Regions from separate parts of the Sus scrofa genome. Here region 2 is linked to region 1. Evidence: chromatin contacts called from public Hi-C data. All regions are on one chromosome and are shown on one strand. Each heading gives the region's core, a stretch centred on a gene start, on an enhancer-like site or on the middle of the called end of the contact. The rest is flanking DNA. Distances are from core to core; before and after follow the strand shown. Region 1 holds the start of EEF1A1 (eukaryotic translation elongation factor 1 alpha 1). Region 2 holds the start of MTO1 (protein MTO1 homolog, mitochondrial).

The links. A called contact is a pair of places that touch in the nucleus more often than the background predicts.
Region 2: a Hi-C map of alveolar macrophages shows a contact between it and region 1, with 2.1 times the contacts expected there. The contact joins the promoter of MTO1 here to the promoter of EEF1A1 in region 1. A contact is called at or near these places in 4 of 47 Hi-C or Micro-C datasets (alveolar macrophages, embryonic fibroblasts and heart right ventricle) and 1 of 2 datasets of contacts at active chromatin or transcription factors (alveolar macrophages).

What each region holds. Positions count from the first base shown.
Region 1 is chr1:92,418,027-92,424,597 of Sscrofa11.1, forward strand. EEF1A1 (eukaryotic translation elongation factor 1 alpha 1) reads left to right here and starts at 3,925. Exons shown (of 8, transcript NM_001097418.2): 1 at 3,925-3,957; 2 at 4,641-4,819; 3 at 5,015-5,194; 4 at 5,316-5,612; 5 at 5,696-5,846; 6 at 5,935-6,191; 7 at 6,280-6,514. The coding sequence starts at 4,676.
Region 2 is chr1:92,468,839-92,475,409 of Sscrofa11.1, forward strand. It overlaps MTO1 (protein MTO1 homolog, mitochondrial), which reads right to left and starts at 3,649. Exons shown (of 10, transcript XM_021092413.1): 1 at 3,310-3,649. The coding sequence starts at 3,526.

The sequences.
Region 1 (6,571 bases), core at 2,675-5,174:
TTAGAGTGCGACCCCAAAACACATTAACAAGCCTCAACAAAGTTACTGTTACCGGTTTAACATCTAAAGTTAGAAAAAGGCATACTGTAACTGCTGTAACATCGTGGGGAAAAAATGCGCTAGAATTATACTCAAAACAGAGAGTCTGGGGGAAAGGTATCCTTTTTTTTTAAAGAACAAGATTTGCTTCGTCTTTCAGAGGCCACGCCACGGTGACGGAAACCGTCCGGCACCCCAAGCCACGTGGGGTTCTCGGCCTCCTCCCAGGCGTTTCCTTCCGCAGTCAGAGGACCGAAGCGAGTGACCTCCAGGAGGGGGCGGGAGGGGACTGGCAACCCCGGTCCCAGGGAGCGCAGCCCGCACGTCCCCGAAGGCGCCGCAGACCCGCGGATGCCGGAGCGCGCGGGCGGCTGGAGGCGCGGGCGCGGGACAGCCTGTGGGGCCCCGCCCTGACCCCGCCGCCTTGGTCGTCCTGCCTAGCTGCTAGGGTGCGCCCCCAGCCGCGCGGGCTTCCCCGGGACGCGCGTTCCCGCCTCCCTGAGAGCATAAATGTGAACCCTGCGTGGAGAAAAGGCTTTCGGACAGCGTCTAACCAAACTCACAGTATGGCTCGAGTTCCCTCCAGTCCCCCCAAATCTCAGCCATTTTCGGAGCGTGAGCAAGACCACCCCAGTCCTTGGTGCCCAGCAGGTTATGTACATAAATCAAGAACTAATGCAGAATTTTGCTGTTCCATAGGTGCTATTGGAAAAGGATTCTCTATAAAGTATTTATGAAGTGTACATGCTCTTATCTGAAGGCGCAGGGCCTTGGGAACAACTTTTAATGAACTGGGCGTATTTTACAGAAATCATTTTTCTCACTTTTTCTAAACTAAAATTATACTCGATGCTTTTCTTTCTTACCAAAGTCCATTTTCATCGTGACTTTTCTTAGATTAGATGTTAACTACAACTCTGGATTCTATGTAAAACTTTGAAATATTCAACTTTTGTATTTAGTCTTTGCTTCCTTCCCTTCTGTCACTAAATAACTATTTTTTTACCGTTTTCAAAATTTTCCCAGTCCTAGGGTATTATGTCCAACAATGTACAAACCTAAACTATTGGAGGTATATGGAAAGAAAGCATGGTAACCAAACGGAAAATTTTAAATCTAGTGTGGCACTCTGATCTTAATCTGAAATAGCACTATGCAGTTAATATAACTGTGGTAAACAAAATATGGCTAATTGTGGGAATCTAATTCCAAAGAGACTAGCCATTAATGTTTCCAAGGCAATAAATACAAACAAAGGTATTTGAATTATTCTATTGCTAGTGATTAGTTTTCACTATTTTTTTTTTTTTTTTTTTTTTTTTGGTCTTTTTAGGGCCACACCCATGGCATGTGGAGGTTCCCAGGCTAGGGGTCCAATCAGAGCTGCAGCTGCTGGCCTGCACCACAGCCACACAGCCACACAGCCACAGCAACGCCAGATCTGAGCCCCACCTGCAACCTACACCACAGCTCATGGCAATGCCATATCCATAACCCACTGAGCGAGGCCGGGGATTGGACCTGCTTGCTCAGACTCGTTTCCGCTGAGCCATGATGGGAACTCTATTCTCACATCTTTATCTTATTACAAACATGGACTAGCATATCAAGATAATTTCATCCCACATATATATGATTGGGTAAGTTCACTAGGAAAATGAATTGTGAAAAAAAGAATTTGTGAAAAAAAAGCTAGAAATATAGGCATTATTGAAAAGGCTTTCATTGCTAGAAAAAGATTAGTTATATATGTTCCTAGAGAAACTTTACATGGCTTAGTTTCTTTCATGAAAACGATCTCAAAGTTCAAACAAGGATACGAACTTTTTTTTTTTTTTTTTTTTTTTGGCCTCACTTGCTGGCCAAAAAAAAGACCAGGGATCAAATCCCATCCCTGCAGCTGCAACCTACACCACAGCTGTGGCAACAGGAAGGTCCTTAACCCACTTTGCCACAGCAGGAACTCTTAAACCTGAATACAAACTCTTAAACCTGAATTTTTTTTTTTTTTTAGAAATTTACATCTTGGGAGTTCCCGTCGTGGCGCAGTGGTCAACGAATCTGACTAGGAACCATGAGGTTGCGGGTTCGATCCCTACCCTTGGTCAGTGGGTTAAGGATCCGCTGTTGCCATGAGCTGTGGTGTAGGTCGCAGGTGCCGCTCGGATCCCGCGTTGCTGTGGCTCTGGCGTAGGCCGGCGGCTACAGCTCCGATTAGACGCCTAGCCTGGGAACCTCCCATATGCCGCGGGAGCGGCCCAAGAAATGGCAAAAAGACAAAAAAAAAAAAAAAAGAAAAAAAAAGAAATTTACATCTACAAAGAATGGTAAAAGATACAGGAAAACTATTTCAGAAAACCTTTTAAAAAGAAAATAAGCTATTGGATGGTGAAAAGAAACTAAAAGGACTGGAAAAACTAGATTCTACAATGGAATAGAAAGTAAGGAAGCACCATACAAATTTGCTTTTAACTACTTCCCATTGCTCTATATATTAGTTTCCCTTTTCCAATTAGATTGTGGGTTTCTTCCCCCAAAGGAAGTATTTCTTTTGCATATGCTTCGGAGCCACTCTTAGCTCTGGCCACATAGTAGGTTCTCAAATATTTGTTGATAGATTGGCTCAAAAAGTTGCAGTAGTGCTCTACACGTGGAAGAGACGATCTAGTAATTAGCTCATTTAAAATAAAGGTTCCTCTTTCTTCAGGAATATTTTTGAATATCTGCCTGATTGCCAACCAAAAAGGCCTCATCTTGTCTTGCCCTGGATTTATGCCTAAAATGCAGTCACAATGGATAGGACGACAAAAGATGAAGCCGTTTATTCAAATGGGATAGGCCATTTTTGAGAAACAGTGATTTCACAGCAAACGTTGGAGTAGTAAATTGGGTGGATAAGCTTCCTGGCGCTGTAGATCTTAGTCTCTACTTGAGATCGTGTATAAGCACTGAACTCAAAAAATTCTTTTTAGGTTTTTCATGCTTGCAACCAAGAGTATACACTGGAAAAAAAATGTTAATAGGAGGGTAGACACACACTCAGGGTCTTAAACGTAATAAAATTAGGATTAGAAGTAAAGAAAACTGTAGTACTTAAGTCTATTCTAAACTCAAAAACTGGACGTCTGGAGTACCACGTGGTGTGTAGAACGAACTTAGATAAAAGAACTGAATGGAAAAAGCCAAGAGGTCAGCGCAGGAGCCTGTTCGCCAGGCTGTTGGTCAGCAAACTGAGCCACTCGCGGATTCTCGGCCCTGAAGACCGCCCCGAGGCCCCTGCCGCCGCGGTTCCCCGGCCTTTTACGCCTCCCTCTCCAGCCGGAAGGGGCGCGGACGGCAAGGGCGGTGGAGAAGCCCCGGCAGAGGAAGCGGCTCCAGGGGTTAGTCCTTAACCTGCGAGACCGCAAGACTGAGGACCGGTGGGGTACTGCCGGGTAAGGGCTCCCATCTCGGTCCAACTTTGCAGTTAAGCTACGACCGGTTCAGGGAAGATTCTGGACGCCTCCCCGCCGCCCCACCCCCCAGCTGTGCGGAGAGTAATTCATACAAAAGGAGGACTCTCCTCAGCCAGGGAAATCCCAGGGACCGTCGATAAACTCCCACTAAACCTAGAACCGAGTGAGCGCTCGACCCCGCCTCCCACCCACCAGCAGTCGTCATCCTCCTGGTTGAGAGGAGCATGCGCCGGGCGCCGTGTGCTCGTCAGTGGGCTGAACGCACATCGCCCACGGTCCCCGAAGATGGGGGGAGGGGACGGCGGTGGAACCGGTGCCGGGTGGAGGTGGCGCGGGGTAAACTGGGAAAGTGGTGTCGTGTGCTGGCTCCGCCCTTTTCCCCGAGGGTGGGGGAGGACCATATATAAGCGCCGTGGTCCCCGCGAACGTTCTTTTTCGCAACGGGTTTGCCGCCAGGACACAGGTGAGTACGGGTGTGGCCTCCGTCCGCATGGCCTCCGCCGGTGGCCACGGCCTTAGCGTGCCTCCCGGCCCCCCGCGCGTAGAGGGCTCTGCGCCCTGGTCCTGATTCCGAGCTGCGGGCGGGGGGAGGTGGAGAACTCGAGGCCCTCCGCTCTCGCGGTTCCCTACCGCGTGCCCGGTGGCGGCCTGCTGGGGCGCCGTGGCCGCCGCGTGCGATCCGCGCCTTCGCGCCCGCCCCGTCTGTCTTCGCGCTCGAGTTCGGCCGGCAGCCGCGTGTTACTGCCAGGGCGGCCCAGCCGAGGCCGCCCAAGGTGGCCTCCGTGCCCGGCGGTCCCGGGGCAGACGGCCGCGGCGGGGCGGGGCGGGCGGTCGGAGACCCAGCGCCCCGCCCGGGCGGGCTGCGAGCGCGGAAAGATGGCCGCTCCCGGTCTCAAGATGGAGGACGCGGACGGCGGGCGGCGCACAAAGGGCCGGGCGGTGCTGCCCGCGCCGCTTCCCGGGACTCGCGGCCCGGGTGGGGGAGGGGCTGGGCGCCGGGGCGGCCCCGTTCGCTGGGTGTAGGCCGGGCAGGGCCCGCAGGGCGCCGGTGCTAATGCTCCCTGGAGTTTGCCCTTGGCTGTTGGGGTTGTGCCTGAGTCTCCGGTCGTCGGGACAGTAGTTTAAAGAAGGTTTTTGTCGTCTTAGGTGTCGTGAAAGCCATCGCTAAAAGCTAAGCAAAAATGGGAAAGGAGAAGACTCACATCAACATCGTCGTCATCGGACACGTCGATTCGGGCAAGTCCACCACTACTGGCCATCTGATCTACAAATGCGGTGGGATCGACAAAAGAACCATCGAAAAGTTCGAAAAAGAGGCTGCGGAGGTCGGTAAAGTAACGTCAGCAAATTAAGTGGTAGTTCTCTAAAACTAGTGTATATCTGACTTGAACTAGTACATTGCAAAGTTTGCTAAGTGGCTTAACTCCAGCCAAGTTTAGGAGATGGAAGTGAAACCTAGCATTGCTTCCAAGTGGGACTAAGGAGTTTAGTTACCGAGTAACCCTTCTTAATCCCTGCAGATGGGAAAGGGCTCCTTCAAGTATGCCTGGGTCTTGGACAAACTAAAGGCTGAACGTGAGCGTGGTATTACCATTGACATCTCCCTGTGGAAATTCGAGACCAGCAAGTACTACGTGACCATCATTGATGCTCCAGGACACAGAGACTTTATTAAGAACATGATTACAGGCACTTCCCAGGTTTGTAGGATTAAGAACTCCTGAGAGTAACATTTTGAGTTATCTATAAATTGGCGAAACCATGGATCTGTCCTTTTTGGAGAGGTTTTCACAGGGTGTGGCCTTTTTTTCTTTTTTAAAGGCTGACTGTGCTGTCCTGATTGTTGCTGCTGGTGTTGGTGAATTCGAAGCAGGTATTTCCAAGAACGGGCAGACCCGTGAGCATGCTCTTCTGGCCTACACCCTGGGTGTGAAACAGCTCATTGTTGGCGTTAACAAAATGGATTCCACTGAGCCACCCTACAGCCAGAAGAGATATGAAGAGATTGTAAAGGAAGTCAGCACCTACATTAAGAAAATTGGCTACAACCCTGATACAGTAGCATTTGTGCCAATTTCTGGCTGGAATGGTGACAACATGCTGGAGCCAAGTGCTAATGTAAGTGGTTTTGATGAGTTCTCAAAACTTAAGTCTGGGAAGGGATAAGTTTGAAAACACTAATTGATGATCTTGTGTTTTAGATGCCTTGGTTCAAGGGATGGAAAGTCACCCGTAAAGATGGCAATGCCAGTGGAACCACACTGCTTGAAGCTCTGGATTGCATTCTACCACCAACTCGTCCAACTGACAAGCCCTTGCGCCTGCCCCTCCAGGACGTCTACAAAATTGGTGGTAAGTTGAACGTTACACTCAGCTGGTATGGGTTGCAGTGATGTTTGTCTTCATACGAGATAATTATGCTGTGCTGTGAATACTTCAGGTATTGGTACAGTCCCTGTGGGCCGAGTGGAGACCGGTGTTCTCAAACCTGGCATGGTGGTCACCTTTGCTCCAGTCAATGTTACAACTGAAGTCAAGTCTGTTGAAATGCACCATGAAGCTTTGAGTGAAGCCCTTCCTGGGGACAACGTGGGCTTTAATGTCAAAAACGTGTCTGTCAAAGACGTTCGTCGTGGCAATGTGGCTGGTGACAGCAAAAATGACCCACCTATGGAAGCAGCTGGCTTTACAGCTCAGGTAACACTTCAGTGACAGGTTTTTAAACTGCCAGAACCTTAACTGTCTAAATGTCTAAAATGTGCTAAATGCAAATTTTCTCCCTAAGGTGATTATCCTGAACCATCCTGGCCAGATCAGTGCTGGTTACGCACCTGTGCTGGATTGCCACACAGCTCACATTGCCTGCAAGTTTGCTGAACTGAAGGAGAAGATTGATCGTCGTTCTGGGAAAAAGCTGGAAGATGGCCCCAAGTTCTTGAAATCTGGTGATGCTGCCATTGTCGATATGGTTCCTGGCAAGCCCATGTGTGTTGAGAGCTTCTCTGACTATCCTCCTCTGGGTAAGAGTGCCTTTTTAGTGTAATTAAGCTTCAGTAAAAATGGAAAAGCAGTTATGT
Region 2 (6,571 bases), core at 2,399-4,898, 51 kb after region 1:
CTGTTGTTGCTATTTCTTGGGCCGCTCCCGCGGCATATGGAGGTTCCCAGGCTAGGGGTTGAATCGGAGCTGTAGCCACCGGCCTACGCCAGAGCCACAGCAACGCGGGATCCGAGCCGCGTCTGCGACCTACACCACAGCTCACGGCAACGCCGGATCGTTAACCCACTGAGCAAGGGCAGGGACCGAACCCGCAACCTCATGGTTCCTAGTCGGATTCGTTAACCACTGCGCCACGACGGGAACTCCTCAAAGGTTTTTATGGGAGGTATCATAGCATGGGAAAGCTGTGACAACAATCTGTGGATCTGCTGTGGCATCTAGCCATACAAAAGTTTTAATGGTCTCCAGAGAGAGGCTGGATGGTGCTGTGATTAGAAGCATGGGCCAGGAGTGAGTAAAAGAGATCTGGATCAGTTCACCACTTGTAAGTTCCATGTGCTTTTGGCAAGTTATCTAATATTCTGTACCTCAGTGTCCCTATTGTAAAAACAGGATGACAGCTATGGTAGATTATTTCCATCCTTCCTTTGATAAAGAATCCTCCCTCTGATACATCCACTATTGACTTAGGTAAATAGGCTTCTCTATGAGGCTTTGTGTTTGGGGAGTGTGACCTAAACTCAGTATAGGGGTAAATCTTTATTGTTCTCAAGTAATCACGGTATTCCTGTTCCTACTTGCCAGTGTCTGGTTTAGACTTTTCTCTTTTGTCATGAAAAAAAAAAAAAAAAAAAAAGTCTGTCAAAAAGGCATTATTTTCCAGGTTAGCATAAAACAATAGATTTTCTGCCTCTGATTTCATTATTGGCAGATGATATGACTGAACTGAAACAGGATTAATTTTTTTTTCTGTATTTTTATGGAAGTTTGACCTTCTAAGCCAAAGCTATCTTATTTTTCTGAGAAAAAGCAGAAACACTTGATGCTCCACTATATCAAATAACCATAAAAAAATGAGACTTAAGGTAGAACTGTAATTCACTAAGCTCATTTCTAAGAATTATTAAAATATCTCTGAAATATCTATTCATTTAAATAGAAAACTTAGTGGAGTTCCTGTTGTGGCTCAGTGAGTTAAGAACCCAACTAGTATCCATGAGGATGAAGGTTCGATCACTGGCCTCGCTCAGTGGATTACGAATCCAGTGTTGCTATGAGCTGCAGTGTAAGTCACAGATGTGGATCCTACGTTGCTGTGGCAAAAGCCAACAGCTGCAGCTCCAATAGGACACCTAGCCTGGGAACTTCCATATGCTGCAGGTGCGGCCCTATTTAAAAAAAAAAAAAAACAAAAAACAAAACTTAGAGAGATTCTACTGTGGCTCAATGGGATCTGTGGTGTTTTGGGAGCAGTGGGACCCAGGTTCGATCCCTGGCCCAGCAGAGTGGTTTGGGGATCTGGTTTTGCTGCAGCTGCAGCTTGGATCTAATCCCTGGCCCAGGAACTACACATGCCTCTGGGGGGCCAAAAAAGAAAAACAACAAAAAGAAAACTTACATTATACTGTATTGATATGAGAATATGAATGTGGGTTTTGGACTTCCTGTGTGGCTCAGCAGGTTAAGTATCTGGCATTGTGACTGCAGCAGCTTGGGTTTGATTCCTGGCCTGGGAACTTCCACATGCTGTGAATACAGCCAAGGAAAAAATATGAATATGGGTTTTGATGGGAATCCCTTATCCTTGACAAAACTACATTACTTACACTATTTAATGATCATCTTCATTCAACAGCACTTTTTTTTTGGTTCATTCGATCTTTAAAATTATTATTATTAAAAGGTAGTACCTAGTTTTTGTTTTAACAAGTATAATGAGCAAGGTGTAATCTTTCAGGTAATCATACAGCCTTTCTCCAAAAGAATTGCTGTGTATTTCTCCACAGTTATGAGCTGAATTTTTTTTTTTTGGCCATGCCCCAGGTTTGTGGAAATTCCTGGGCCAGGGATCCAACCTACACCACAGTAGTGACAACACTGACTCATTAACTCACTGCACCAAAAGAATGAATGAATGAAAAAACTTAATGGCTGTTTTAAAAAAGGTATTTCAAGAGTTCCCTTCCTGTCTCAGCGGTTAATGAACCTGACTAGTATCAATGAGGACACAGTTCGATCCCTGGCCTTGCTCAGTAGGTTAAGGATCCAGCGTTGCCATGAGCTGTGGTGTAGGTCTTAGATGCTGCTTGATCCGGAGTTGCTGTGGCTATGGCATAGGCTGGCAGCTGTAGCTCCGATCTGACCCCTAGCTGGGAACTTCCATATGCCTCGTGGGTGCGGCCCTAAAAAGATAAAAGACAAAAAAAAAAAAAAAAAAAAAAAAAGTATTTCAGTACACAAGTATGTGATTTATTAACAGTTTTTATAAAGCATAATTAACAAACCCTTCAATCGCTGCTCACTCTTAAGCAAAATGCGTAAAGACATGATATCTTAACTGCTATTTCTGATGATGCTAGAGAGGAGTCTGCTTTAATTTAGGGCCATCCAGCCATTGCCTGCTAAGCGCAAAAAAAGCACCGTCCTACGCACAAAATTGGAGAATAAACATACACTAGGAATGTGGATGCAATTAAAAAAAAAAAAAAAGCATCATTCCTCATGTAGTTCCTGTCGTGGCTTAGTGGTTAAGGAATCCGACTAGGAACCATGAGGTGGTGGGTTAGATCCCTGGCCTTGCTCAGAGGGTTAAGGATCCAGCGTTGCCCTGAGCTGTGGTGAAGGCTGCAGACGCGGCTGGGATCCCACGTTGCTGTGGCTGTGGCTGTGGCCTAGACCAGCAGCTATGGCTCCGATTAGACGCCTAGCCTGGGAATCTCCACATGCCGCTGCTGCGGCCATAGAAAAAGACATTAAAAGAAAAAAAAAAAAAAAAAGCATCGTTTTCCAAAAGGGCTTCACAAAACCTCGAGAATAACACAACAGTCATTTCATAAACAAGTACTAATAATGTTAATTCACTCTTTAACCAAAGCAACAGGCTAGTTAAGGGCAAATGACAACAATGAAATAAGGTATCAGCTTGTGTTCTTATAGTTAGTCCCTTTCTCTGGGCACCTCGATCCCCAACCTCCCCCAACGAACTACTACTGTGAGCACAGCACAATCGTGGTGCACAGAATAGCCTAGTGCAGAATTCTGGCCCGGACCCTCCGGATCTGCGAAACACAAATCAGGCTGAAACCACAGACGGTAGGATTTTCACCAGCCTTGAGAGGGTAAAGGCTGCCCACATCGGGCTCTGGGAGGGGGAGGAGGACACTGGCAGCTCGCATCCGAGGGTAAGCCCCACACCGCAAGACTCACCGATCGTATCCACGCGGTGTGTGAGCAGCAGGGTCCGGGAGCCGCACCGAGCGGCCGCGGCGGCGGCCTCGGTTCCCGCATGTCCTCCACCAATGACTACCACGTCGAAGTGAGGAGTCCTGGGCGCCGCGCCATCACCGCTGAACCCGGCCGAGGGGAGGTGCTGTTTGATGAGGAAAGCCGCAACCCGGCGGCCACAACCTCGGAGGGAGAACATGGTTGGAAACAGTCAGAGTCTAAACTCAGAACCGGATACTAGCGACGGACAGAAATTTAAAATAAGAAATCTTCAGGGCGCAGCCATCTTTCTATGACGTCACGGCGTATAACGTCTACGTCCAGCGTCGCCGCTGATTGGCAGTTGGGCTCGACTTTTCTGGCAAAGCGGGTAGTTGTGCAGGTGGTCCTGGGGATACGTACATTGTTTCTTGGTTGACTAGGTTAGTTGATTACTTACGGCTCTGGATTGGAGGGATTCCTACTCAGTCATCTTTTGTCCTTTTTAGGGAATTGATGCCCCAGTTGCCAGGTGGCCACCTACAACCAAGTTTGATTACTTTGCTTTATCAGATTCTTTGAAATTTCTGGTACACTGTCGTCTTGACATTCGTTTATAAAAACCTAGAATCTCAATATGAATAGATTGGAAAAGGAGTTCAAATTTATTTGTGGATGAAAGAATAATGATGGCTAATTAGGGGAATCCAACTGTCGAAGGTCCAGCCTTTTTTGAATTGAATTTTTTTTTTTTTTCTGCTTAACCAGAGCTGCAGGAGTGACTGTATGTGAGCCTTAACCACATTGAGCCAAGAGGGAATTCCCTGGAATTGATATCATACTGTTTTGTAATATACTTTTTAGTTCATCACAGGTATTTTTTTACACCAACAAATACAGATTTATGTCATTTTCAAAGGCCACACAAAGTGTTTTATTAATGAGTAATTAATTAATTAATTTTAATTTTATGGCTGCACTCCTGGCATATGGAATTTCCTGGGCCAGGGATTGAATCTGAGGTGCAGCTGCAACCTATGTTGCAACTGCAGCAATACTGGATCCTTTAATGCACTGCACCTCTGCAGCAACCCAAGAGGCTGCAGTCAGATTCTTAACCCTCTGTGCCACGGTGGGAACGCCATTAATGAGTATTTTAAAATCAGTAACTTGAAGTTTTTTTTTTTCTTTTTTAAGGCTGAGGCATTTGGAAGTTCCTGGAGCTATATCTGTGACCTATTCCCACTTATTTGGAAGAAATGCTGGGTCCCACTTAGCAACTGCTAAATTTGACTGCATATGCTTTATTCTCAAAAGGTGGCTAGAGTTAAGTGACTTAACAGCAAACCTGCAGCAATGCTGGATCCTTAACCCACTGAGCCACAGTGGGAACTCCTTGAGCCTTTGATTAGAGATCACAGGGCTGTGTTTTCAATTTCACTCTTCCCTTTGTATATTTAAATTGGGCGCTTTCTCTTTCCCATAGAGATATAAATTACAGCCCCCAAAACAAGGTGTTTAAGTAGGGATAGATTAACTAGATTTCTGTTGTAAGAGAATATTTCTGCTGAACTTAGTCTGCTACCTCTTGTATTGGGGATCCTTCAGGTTTAGTGATAAGTTAGAAGGACTCACAGGACTCAAAAAAGCTGTTATGTTCACATTTATGTTTTGTTACAGTGAAATATATAGGTTAAATTCATCAAAGGCAAAAAGCATACAGGGCAGAGTCCAGAAGACAACAGGCACAAGCTTCTAGCTGTCTCTCCCACTGGAGTCATATGAACACTGTTTAGTTTTCTTAGCAACGATTTGTAACAATGCAAAGTATAGCCAACCAAGGAACCTAACCCACACCTTGGTATCTAGGGCTTTTATTGGGAGTTTCATAATGCTGGGCCTTCATGACTGACCTAGTTACTTAGTCTCCAGCGCTTCCAGAGGCATAACTGATACAGCATGGTCCAGGGGCCCACCGCCAATCACCCTGTTAACATAAACTGTCCTGCATGGTCCAAAACCCCAGGTCTCTATCAGGCAGAATATTCTGTAGAATTAGAAGTTATCTCCCACGAACCTGTCAGGAGCCAGTCTTTTCTTTGGGATGTGCAGAGTTTGAACACCTAAAGTCTGTGGAGTTAATCCTTTATTGTACACCCTGTGTAAGAGTTAAGGGAATCCTTACTGATCTTTGGACTGTTTGTTTCGTATTCTTTATATTTTTTTACCTCAGGTTTGTTTTTTGTTTTTTGTTTTTTTTCTTTCTGTGGCATGCAGTGGCTTGAGGTGGGACCTCAGTTCCCAGATCAGGATTGAACCTGGGCTGCCAAATCCCTGACACAGTATCAAGGTCCCTAGATTGTAAAAGACCCCCCCCCGTTTATTAGCATGATTATAGAAAAGAGAATTAAGAAGAATAAAGTACATGTCACCAGAAAATATTTCAGCCTTCCAATAATATTTAAAAAAAAACCAGATAATTTAATTGTTAATGAATTTCCTACTACTCTACTTAGTTTCAGATCTTCTAGTTGTTGAATAATTTGAAAAGTAGAAAATCAGATCTTTCCTTTTTTTTCTTGCTTTTTAGGGCCATACCTGCAGCATATGGAGGTTCCCAGGCTAGGGGTTGAATCACTCAGAGCTGTAGCTGCCAGCCTACACCACAGCCACAGCAACTCAGGATCCAAGCCGTGTCTGCAACCTGCACCACAGCTCACAGTAATGCTGGATCTTTAACCCACTGCAAGCTACACCACAGCAGACAGCAATGTCGGATCCTTAACCCACTGAGCGAAATCAGGGATTGAACCCCCAACGTCATGGTTACTAGTCAGATTTGTTTCTGCTGCACCACAACAAGAACTCAAATCTTTTCTTTTGAGAAGCACATAATTTCATGGGAAAATTTAAGTAGGGTATAAGCAATTGAAGAAAATGGTGGTCAATTACAAATTGATCAATTTTACTTCCATTTTGGAGTAAGGCTGGATTTACAGAAATGAAAAATCTCAGTCTTTGTCTTTAAAGAATTCCCATACTACTGACTGGCATGTGCAGTTATGAGACAATGCATTGAGTCCTACAGTAAAGCCACAGTGAGAGCAATTACAGGGAGTGGAGAGGGAGTGATCCTGTCCATGGCAGATGGTAGGGAATGATTGCTTGCTTCTTCTTTTACCTTTTTCTTTTTGTGGCTGGACCTCCCAGCATATGGAAGTTCCCAGGCAATCAGACCTGCAGCTGGGGCCTACGCCACAGCCAC